Linked DNA regions of Mus musculus: region 2 is linked to region 1. A link is a contact called in public Hi-C data. All regions are on one chromosome and are shown on one strand. The core of a region is the stretch at or near the end of the contact, and the rest is flanking DNA. Distances in the headings are between cores, read along the strand shown. Region 1 overlaps Kdm4b (lysine (K)-specific demethylase 4B). Region 2 holds the start of Shd (src homology 2 domain-containing transforming protein D).

Region 1 (5,048 bases), core at 1,777-4,276:
AGTGACAGCATGCTCATATACATAAATAAATCTAGAAAAAGAGAAAAAAAGCACACACAAAACTAGATGGATGTCCCATGTACCTTCTGTAAGCATGGCAGGTCCTTGCAGTTCCCCGACAGCCGGCTCCTGGGAGCACTGACAGCCAACTCCTGGGAACACTTGGTCTGGCTGGCCTTTCTACTCCTGGTGCTGTGCCAAGCCCACTGCCCACTTGCCCCCGTGACCCTGCCATCTCCCGAGTTAAATAACAAAGTTCCAAACTTACCAGCCGTAGCCCCAGGCTCATAGCCGGCCTTGGCCTCTGTTCCAGCCCACCTTCCTGCAGTCCAGCTGACCACACAAGGCCCTCAGAGCTTATTCTTTCTACCAGCCCTTCTTGCTCCATCCCACCCCTGCTGTTCACCCAGATAAAGAAAAAGAGGGCAGGGCTGCCAGGAAGGCTGCATGCAGAGGACTGGGAGGTGCTTCTGTCACAGCATGCAGGCTTCTTGTGCTCAGGGATCATGCTCAACTTGCACACAGCTAGGAGAGTAAGAGGAGTGGGGCAGTCAGCATTCTAGGGGCAAATTGTGCAGGCAAGACCTGTCCAGGAACCCCAACATGGGCCCAGCCACACCCCGGAACCGGCACAGGGAGATGTAGCTACCTCCATGCTGGAGACTGAGCTTGAGTCATGGGGTCTCTCAAGATGGTAGCCCAAGCCCATGGTTAGCTGGGAGTCACCAGGAAGTTTGAGGTATCAGACCTCCAGGGGGAGGGACCTTCAGGAGCAGGGGAGGTTGGGAAGACACCCTGGGACACCAGCAGGACTGACACCTGTAGTGTCACTACTGAGGGGCCTGTCAGGCTCCTGTTCTGTTTCCTGAGGGTACTGCCTAGGGTGTGGCACCTGTGCTGTCCTGGCCTCATGGTGCCTGATTGCTTCTGTGTGTCAAAGGGCTCAGCCCAAATGCTATCCCCCTGCCTTCTCAGGCCCTTGGAGCCCAGCCTATGTGCCCCTAGTCTTCCCTCTGGGAGGCTTTGTCCTAGGGCTTGTGTGTGTGTGGGACAAGTGTGTGTAGGCAATGGGGTACAGGTGACATGACATAGCCTGGCCACACAGTGTCCCACTGAAGAAGCAGCCATTGCAGAGGCTCTTTGTGTGCAGACCCTGTGCTATAGCCTAGGGCAGGCCACCAGCCACTCAGCCTGGCCTGAAAGCTCTGGTCTTGACACATGTTTCTGAACAGTAGGAGCAGGGTTGGGTAGGTCTTATTGGACACCTTACTCTCAGTCCCTGTTTTAACAGGCAGGAGGAGGGCAGGGCACTTTCCCTGTGGGCAATAAGGAGTTGTTGCCACTAAGTGGAGACAGTGAGTTTCCTGTTTGCTGGCTAGCAGGTGGTGGCTGGCTGTCCTCTTCCCCCAGTGCCCAGCACATACAATCTGAGGCTGGGTAGGAGGCTACTAGCCCTGCCTAGCCCAGGGCCTCAAGGTGAGTGGCACCTAGAATCCATTGTGCTGGGCCCATAGCAGATAATGGGCACGCCTGTGTCCTGCGGGCTTTTGTGTACCCCATGTCAGTGGCAGCTGTAACTCGTTGCTATAGATAGATGGAGATTCTCAGATGGTGCCCAAGTTCATGGTGCATCTGTGGTGGAAAGCACCTGGCCTGCCTGGCTCTCCTGGGGACCTGGGCCACTGCACCTGCCAGCCTGTCCAGCTTCTCTTAGGACTTGAGCCTTATCTCCCTGCATCTCTTGTGATGCATGCCCCAGAGAGCTCTGGCTGATCCCTTCTCCTATCCCAAGGGTCCTTTTCTTCTGGAGGGAGTGATATTTGTCTCTACTAGTCCTGGTCCACACCTCTGCTATGCCTCTCAGGATAGCCAGAGGGGTCAGTGTGGGCCTCATTCTCTGCTGATAATCTGCAGCTGGGACCTTCAGGATCCCAAGTCCTCGTCAGGTAAAGTCACCTGCTGCCAAGCATGACAACTCCGAGGTTTAACCCTGGGTCACACTTGTGGAAGGAGAGAGCTGACAACTGCAGGTTGCCTTCCGACCTCTGCATGTTTGGGCAGTGCTGCCTGCTATGTCCTAGCCCTCTTTCTGGTGAGCCTTCATGTGGCCAGCAGGAGGTTAGCTGCATTTTGTGTACCAGTGTGGTGCTCTGTCTGTGCCCCACTATCACTAGCACCCAGTGTGGGGGCTGAAGTGGCCCCTTGATGGGACACAGCTCTCAGGTCTCATCCCCCGTCACAGGTGCCCACACAGCACCCTGGTGGCAGCCTGGGCCTTTTCCCCGACCATATTGGACTTGAGTAAGAGACAGGCAGGCAGGTGGGAGACCAAAGTCATCATGAAGGAGAGAACCTGTGTGAAAGGGAAATGGTGGGTGCAGGCACCCTTATCCCACGAGGTAGAGAGACAGGCCATTGGTTCCCAGTGGTCCGGCTCTGGAACAGCTCTGTGGCACAGGACTCAGCTCATAGAAGAAACTCTGCTCCACCATTTCGTGTGGCCTGTGAGGCAGCGGAGGAGGGCCATGGTCAGGGCTGAGAGGAGTTAGTGGTCCTGGGCCCTTCCATGTGCCTCCCACCTGCCCATTCTAACACTGAGGCTGCTGGGGCCCCTGAGGAGGTGCTGTGCCTTCTACATCATCCTTCCCTAGCTCTCACCCTCTACATCTAGGAGGTGGCAGGTGAGCTCAGCAATTAGTGTGGGGCTGCTGGGGAGCAGTGGCAGTCCTGAGACCTGCTGGTGGGGTCAGTTGTCTAGCAGGATAGCTTCTAGTTATGTGGTTAGGGCCTTCCCCTTGTGTACTGGAGGACAATGTCTGGCAGTCCCCCTCTGTAAACCCTGTGCTCCTGTGAGCTCTGAGGGCTATGTCTAGTAGACCCTCAGGACACCCAGGTGATGCACGCAGCCTTATTCCTCTCCAGAGCCCTGAAGGACTGTGGCCTTTGGGTGCTCAGACACCAACTGGTGGCCTAGCTCACGGCTGTAATCAAGCCCTCTACTCCATTTATGGGCATGTGCTGCCACTTGGTGGACACTTTGGGAAATGCATAGGAGCTATTCTCTACTCCCACTTTGGGGCCTGTGTGTATGTGTGTGTGTGTGTGGGGGGGCAGTTCTCTAGGAGGATGGGACTCCACAACCCTTTCTGGACCCTGGGCTGCAGGCCATATGATTGCCCAGTGAGGAGAAGGCACCTGGCTGAGAAGATCCCTTTACAAGGGGCAGGTAGGAGGCCAGCACAGGTAAGTTGATGTTAGCTGTGGCTTGGGCTGGCTCAGACAGGTTGGATTTGCCCTCCTGATCCAGGGCTCTAAGAATAGCTGATGGAGTCCAGGTTTCAAACAGTTGGCTCCTGTGCACAAGTGGAGCCCTCTGAACAAGCCCAGTGTGCTCTCACATGTGCACAGGGCTCCTGGGTGACGTGGTGACCTAAGGCTACAAGGTCTGCATGGGAAGGTCCCTGCTGAGAACAGTGCTGGGCTCCAGGGGGCCTCTGATTGGAAAATACACAGCTTCTGGGACCCCGTCAGCTTTAGAAGGAGGGTTCCTATGTGTTTACTCAACCGGTGTCACCTTGGCTTTTGACTGGTGGGAGTATGGGGCTTTGTGGTTTGCTGGCCTGGCACGGCTGCCTGCTGTTGCCCTCAGGAGCTGTGGGTATTTCGTTGCCTCCAAGGGAGGCTTGGAGGTGGTGATGGCAGGGCTATGCTGACTGCTCTTATCTCCTCACAGGTGTAGCTCCACTTTGCTGCAACCATGGGGTCCGAGGACCACAGCGCCCAGAACCCCAGCTGTAAGATCATGACTTTCCGCCCCACCATGGATGAATTCAGGGACTTCAACAGATATGTGGCGTACATTGAGTCGCAGGGTGCCCACCGTGCTGGCCTGGCCAAGGTGCGTCATGCCACTCCCAAGCTCCTTTGTGCCCAGACACTGTGGCACTGCCTCCCCGACCTTCTTAAACATGGAGGCAGACACTGGTTTTGTGGCTGTGGCTTGGGCTGGCTCAGACAGGTTGGATTTGCCCTCCTGATCCAGGGCTCTAAGAATAGCTGATGGAGTCCAGGTTTCAAACAGTTGGCTCCTGTGCACAAGTGGAGCCCTCTGAACAAGCCCAGGGTTCCTAGACCAAATCAGGGCACATGTTGTGTTCCTGACTCTAGGGAGTGGCCTAGCTTGGGTGGGACACAGAACCTGCTGCTATGAGGGACAAAGCTTTTGGAGGGCTAGGGTTGGAAGGGGACCTGATGCCTAGGGGTGGTGGTGCCAGGAGACACTTTTAATTATTGATGGAGTGGCAGAGGTTAAGTACCTTGTTCTTGGGGCCCTGCGACTCTGCCTAAACTTTGCATTCTACTGTTTTGCCTGCCTGTCTGAATGGAGCTGTCATACTAAGTTGTGGCTCAGGTTCCCTGTAACCTTGTGGACCTATGTTAATCCATGGGAGAGAATGCTGGGGAGGCTGACTTCATCTGAGCCCTAGGCACACACAGCACAGCATGAGCACACACCTCTTCCTACCTTCTGAGGGCAGATGGACAGACACCACAAGCATCTGTGGCCCGTGCTCTGCCGTATGAGCCGAGCCGTGTATGAGCCAAGGGCATAGGCTCATCAGCCTTGACTGGTGTGTGTACGTACGTGCGTGCGTGCGTGCGTGCGTGTGTGTATGTGTGTTCGCGCTATGGTGTATTTGTGTGTGTGTATGCGTGCATGTCTATAAGAATGTGAATGTGTGGGTGGCTATCTGTGTAAGAATGTGTATATGTATGTGTATGGTGTGTCTGTGTAAGAATATGTGTGTGAGTATAAGAATCTGAGTCTGTGTGTTTATGTGTGGGTATCTGTAAGAATGTGAGCATGTATGTGTGTGTGTATGTGTGAGTGTGAGTGTGTGTGTGTGTGTGTGCCTGCTGCAGTGGGACCCAACTGCCCCTTGTTTGTCACAGCTGTCTTGTCATGGTTGTGTGGTGCCTGTACTGCAGCACTAGCCTGGAGCACTTAAATAATTGGGGACCTGGGATCCCCTACCCTTGGGAGCTCT
Region 2 (5,048 bases), core at 1,671-4,170, 380 kb before region 1:
ACCCCAGACACCTGGCACGTCCTCCCTGAGCCAGCTGGGTGCATATGGGGACAGCGAGGACAGCGACAGCTGAGTGTCAGTGATGCCCACCGTGGTCTCATAGACCCAAGAAATGAGGAGGAGATGGGATCAAGCAAGCACCTTCAGCAAAGGCCTCGGGACCATCTCTGCCATGGCCTGGCAGTGTACGGAGAAGCAGTGTCCCCAGGCACCCCAGGACAGACAGCCTGGCCCTCTCCTTCAGTCCTTGAGTTGTGTGGAGCCTGTTGGCCGGTCCCTTCCTGCCACAGATCAGAACACAGTCTGACTTGGGGGGGGGGGGCAGGGACCCTATCTCCCTAGCACCATCTCCCAACAATACACAAGGCCTGGGGCTCCATCCGAATGCAACACAGTCGTGCTGTTTAAACAAAACAAGAAGAAAGAATAGAAAGTCAGTTGAGAACCTGCCTGGCTGCAGGGGCTACCCCAGGGTTAACACCTCGGATTTCTGCCATACACCCCTGCGCCTGGCCTCTCAGCATGGCCTTCATGCAGAATTTGGGATTACATCAGTCTGTGTTCTGATACTGTAAGGAAGCAATGTTGAGGCTGAATCTGTTCTGTAGAAAGAAGTGAGCCAGGCACAGTGTGGAGGTAGAGAAGCAGGCGTATGTAGCCACACTCTCGCCTCACCAGTGCTGGGATCAGAGACTGAACCACCAAACTGATCTTAAACCGGAAATGTTCGTGTTGGAGTCTGCTTTCCCCTGGGGACTCTTCCTTCTCACAGCCCGTGTTGGGGGTGGGGCTTCCCAAGCCAAGATCAGGGACATCCTGGCGTCTGGCTGGTCCCCGTCCTGCTGACCTCCACTCACTCAGCTCTGTAGCTGTCATCATGTCCTCAGAAGTTGTCAGGTCTAATCTGTCACTTCTGTCAGCTCCCTGGGGACCCCTGGCAAAGGGAACCACCACCTGCCCAGGGCATTCAGATGCTGGCTGTACCAGCTCCCCCATAGCCCTCTTCCTGCTTGCTGGTCACAAGCCTGGTCCCTGCAGAGTGACAAAGCTACATGGCAAGGGGCGGGGTGGCATGCTACAATGGCATCCGTGAGGTCTTTTTGTCCCAGATGCCACTGTTCCTCCAGCAGACTGAAGCAGCTGGACCTCACCCCCAGACTGGGGATCCTGAAAGTCAGTGACTTGCCTCTTCCTTCAGACTATGAGCTCAGAAAACCAAATGTGTACTTCCTTCCATCAGGCTGGGAACCAGGAAAGGCAAGGTCCTGATGCCTCCCTCAAGCCAGGAGCCTTCCTACAGCACCCTCCAGACTGCAGGCTTCCCAAGGCAAGCCCTGCATCTGCCACCAGACCACAATTAGGCAAGACCCGCCTCCCTATCAGCCAGAGTGTTTTGGTCCCCTACATATACATGCCTGGATTTTGGGTTTTTGAGTGGGCCTCACTATGTAGCCTAAAGGTATGGCTGCCAGCCTTAAAGACCTCCCCTTCTGTCCCCCTGCTTTGGTACACTTACCCTCCCGGATTTGAGGGGCATCGATTCTTATCCTGCTGTTCCCTGAGGCCCCAGTCGCCCCGTGTGTGCCTCAGGATGGAACAGTCACACTGTTCCTGAACAAGAACAGGGTTCTGTCCCATGCCACCAACAGGGTACATGGAGTCTGAGACTCCGTGGGGGACTATCCAAAGCAGGCCGAGGCAGAGACAGGACTAGTTCATGGGGACTGGCAGAGGCACAGGGAAGTGGATTGTTCTGGAACTGCAGTATAGCAGATTACATGGCCTTCATAGGCTATACAACCCACTCATGCATGTTTTCCCTGTGCTTTCATTTGGGTTTAAGATGCTGGGGGCCAACACTACCCTCTCAGCTGCCCCCAGCCTTTGGGTTGTACTTCTAAATGCGACAGGGATAGAGCATGTGAATTATAATCCGGAGTCAGTGTGATACAGACTGACCCCCGTCCCATCTTCCAAGTCATCCAGAAGGTTTTCCCAAGGTAGTTGCCATGATCCTCCTCCCCGCTATCAGAAGAGTTTACTGCTCTGGCTTTTTCTGTTCTTACACGCGCAGGCGCGCTAACATACACACACACACACACACACACACACACACACACACACACACAGGCGCCCGCGCCCCAATGGAGGCTCTGAGGCGACAGAAAGTCAAGTGCCGTTTGATTCTGCCTCAGGCCCCCTGATTGCTATTCCTGCCACGTACAGGCTCCATGCGAGAAAGCTCTTGACTACACCAGCACACACAGGATCTGGTGACCCCTGGGGACGCTGCCTGACAGAGATAGGAGTGGGTGGTTAGGGGGACTTAGCCTACTCCAGATGCCGTGCTGGCTCTAGGCCTCAGTTTCTCTGCCTGGAAAACAGAGCTCACAGTGGACAAGAGGATGACCGCTCTCTCTGTGAGCCACCAGTGCCATCCTAGAGATGTCCAGGCACAAATGGTCAGATGGGTGGCTTGAGTTTCGCTCCACACACAAAGCCTTTCTATGCCTCAGTTTCGCCAACCTCAACGTCTCAGTCGGTAGGGCGCTTGCTAGTATGCACAAAGCCTGGAGTGTCATCCCTAAATGCTGGGAGACTGAGGCAGGAGGATCAGGAGTTCGAGGTCATCCTTTGCTGCAAGTGAGTTGGAGGCCAGCCTGGGCTACATGAGACCCTTAGCAGTAACTCTTGCTGTCAATGCCTCCTGCACCGATTACCAGTTGGGGAGACTAAGGCGGACAGACAGTTGGCCATGGCTTTTGGGTCACTCTGGCTGACTACTGCCCGCCTGTCTCTCCTTGGGGTTCGACCTCCTAGCTCCATCTGCAGCCCTTGAGGTCTGAGCCCACCTCCCTCCCTCCGCTCGCGGACCCGCAGCTGCCGACGCCTCCCACCCCTCCCCCTCGCCCGGCACAAAGCGACGGACGGACGCAGCGGTGACGGACGACGCCTCCCGCCCTGCGCCACCTCCAGCCGCGACCCTGCGCGATGCTCGGGCCTCTCGCCCAATCCCTGCCCGGCCCTGGTCCCAAGGGCAACTCGGTCCCCACGCCGGTGGTCTCGTCCTCCGGGATCCTCCAGGGTCCGAGTCCTGCTGTCTCCACCCCGGAGCCACAGAAGGTCTGAGGTCTGCAGGTCTGTCCGCAAGGCGGGACCCAATGGGACGCGGGTGTTCTCGCCCCTCCGGTGGCCCTGAGAACCCGGGCCTGGACTCAGTGGTTTAAGTCCCTTTTGTTGTGCAGTGGCGGCGGCTGCAGGCGGTTAAGGGATAGGGGAGGTTAAGGGATTGAGGGGGCGGTGTGGAGCAGGAGTTAGGGGACCGGGAGGTTAAAGGAAATGGAGGGGTCTGGAGATTAAGGAATACTGGAGATGGAATTAAAGGATTCAGAGATTAAGGGATGGAGATAAAGGATTGGAGGTGTGACGGGGGCGGGGTGTGAAGGATCAGGGGTCAAGAAATCTGGGTAATTCGGACTGGTGGGGCTCGCGGGATCGGACAGCAGCCCCACAGGGAGTACGACCCTCTGGAGTGGCTCAGCCTCTGACAACTTTATGCATGGAGCTGAAGGGGTAATGTGAAACAGCCCTGTTGACATCACACCTGCAACACGGACCCTAAAGTTCGCAGTTCCCGCAGACCCTTGGCCTGCAGCACCAGGGTCGCCACCTGCTGCCCCCTCTGCTCTGAGCCCAGCCAAGGACTTCTGACCTCCAATCTTCCTGTCCTCTTCCTCTTCTCTCTTCTCCCTTCTTCCTCCCCCCTTTTGTCTCCCCCTCCTCTTCTCTCCCCTCCTTCCTCCCCCCAGCCCCAGGACGAGCTGCAGAGCTAGGCATGAAGGTCCTTGTTTGACACCAGCATATTTTGGGGGCACCAATGGCCAAGTGGCTCCGAGACTATCTGAACTTGGGCAGCCGGAGGCCGCCTCCGCAGCCGCCCACCCCCGACTACACCGAGAGCGACATCCTGCGGGCCTACCGCGAACAGAAGGACCTGGACTTCGAGGACCCCTATGAGGATTCCAATGGCCGCGCTGAGCCAGAGGTCACCGGGTCCGGTGACCCCAAGTACAACTCTCCTAGGCACCGGCTGATCAAGGTGGAGGCTGCAGACATGGCCAGAGCCAAGGCTCTGCTGGGGAGCCCGGGGGAAGAGGTGCGTGGAGGACCTGGACGGGTGTTCTGTCCCTATCACCCTGGGTTCCCCACCTCATCCCCCGCCCCCTGGGGAGTCCAAGATCTTCTGGGCTAGCCATTATCCCCCTCGGCCCATTCTCCCTTCAGGGAGACAGAGGGTAGGTGTTGTTTTTGGTTTGTGTGAGACCTGGTCCAACATTGCCCAGGCTGACCTAAAACTAGCTACAATGAGTTTGAACTCCTGATCCTCCTGCTGCCTGTACTTCTGAAGTGTGTGTCACAGGATGACAGGCATGTGTCACAGTCACTGTTTATGCTGTGCCTGATGGAAGCTGGACCTGGTGCATGCCCTGCTTGGTTTTACCGAAGGCTGAGACCCCTTTAAGGTCGAATGACCCTTTCACAGGGGTTGCCTAAAACCATCAGAAAACACAGATAATAAATTTTAAAAATCATAATTCATTTTTTAAAGTTACAGTTATGAAATAGCAACAAAATTATTTTATGGTTGGGTGTTGCGGTGTTAGGAAAGTCCAGAACCACTGCTCTGTTGGTTTCGTTTGGTTTGGTTTGGTTTGGTTTGGATTGGTTTGGTTTGGTTTGGTTTGGTTTGGTTTGGTTTGGGGACAGGTTCTCCCTGTGCAGTCCAAGCTGCTCTAAAACTTGTAGTCCTCTTACCCCACAAATCTCTGGAAGGCATAAGAGAAGTAAGGAACACAGAGAGACAAGACACACTGGGATCAAGGCCTGCCTCGTACTCATGTGTGACCCTGTGTGACTCTCTCTGTGCTTCTGTCTCTTCACCTGTAAAGTAGGCCGATATCCTTACTAAGGGCTTAAGGGCTGGTATTAAAACAATATCAGCGAGAGGCCTGGGCTCAAACTCCCAGAACCTACTTAAAGAGCTGAGT

The links. Hi-C and Micro-C count contacts between places; a contact is called where the count stands out from the background.
Region 2: a Hi-C map of B cells shows a contact between it and region 1, with 5 times the contacts expected there. The contact joins the promoter of Shd here to the enhancer-like site in region 1. A contact is called at or near these places in 3 of 484 Hi-C or Micro-C datasets (B cells, cerebral cortex and rod photoreceptor) and 2 of 9 other capture datasets (adipose tissue and liver).

What each region holds. Positions count from the first base shown.
Region 1 is chr17:56,347,900-56,352,947 of GRCm38.p6, forward strand. It overlaps Kdm4b (lysine (K)-specific demethylase 4B), which reads left to right. Exons shown (of 23, transcript NM_172132.3): 2 at 3,734-3,898. The coding sequence starts at 3,758. Among named protein-coding and RNA genes, the nearest start is that of Kdm4b, 24 kb to the left of the region's middle. Within about 2 kb of position 3,027, at least 18 of the 459 cell types and tissues checked have an H3K27ac peak or open chromatin away from gene starts, as enhancers often do. A contact at or near this core is called in B cells, where this site is marked.
Region 2 is chr17:55,967,562-55,972,609 of GRCm38.p6, forward strand. Shd (src homology 2 domain-containing transforming protein D) reads left to right here and starts at 2,921. Exons shown (of 7, transcript NM_009168.2): 1 at 2,921-3,138; 2 at 3,810-4,156. The coding sequence starts at 3,878. Yju2 (YJU2 splicing factor) reads left to right here. Exons shown (of 8, transcript NM_028381.3): 8 at 1-390. The coding sequence ends at 73.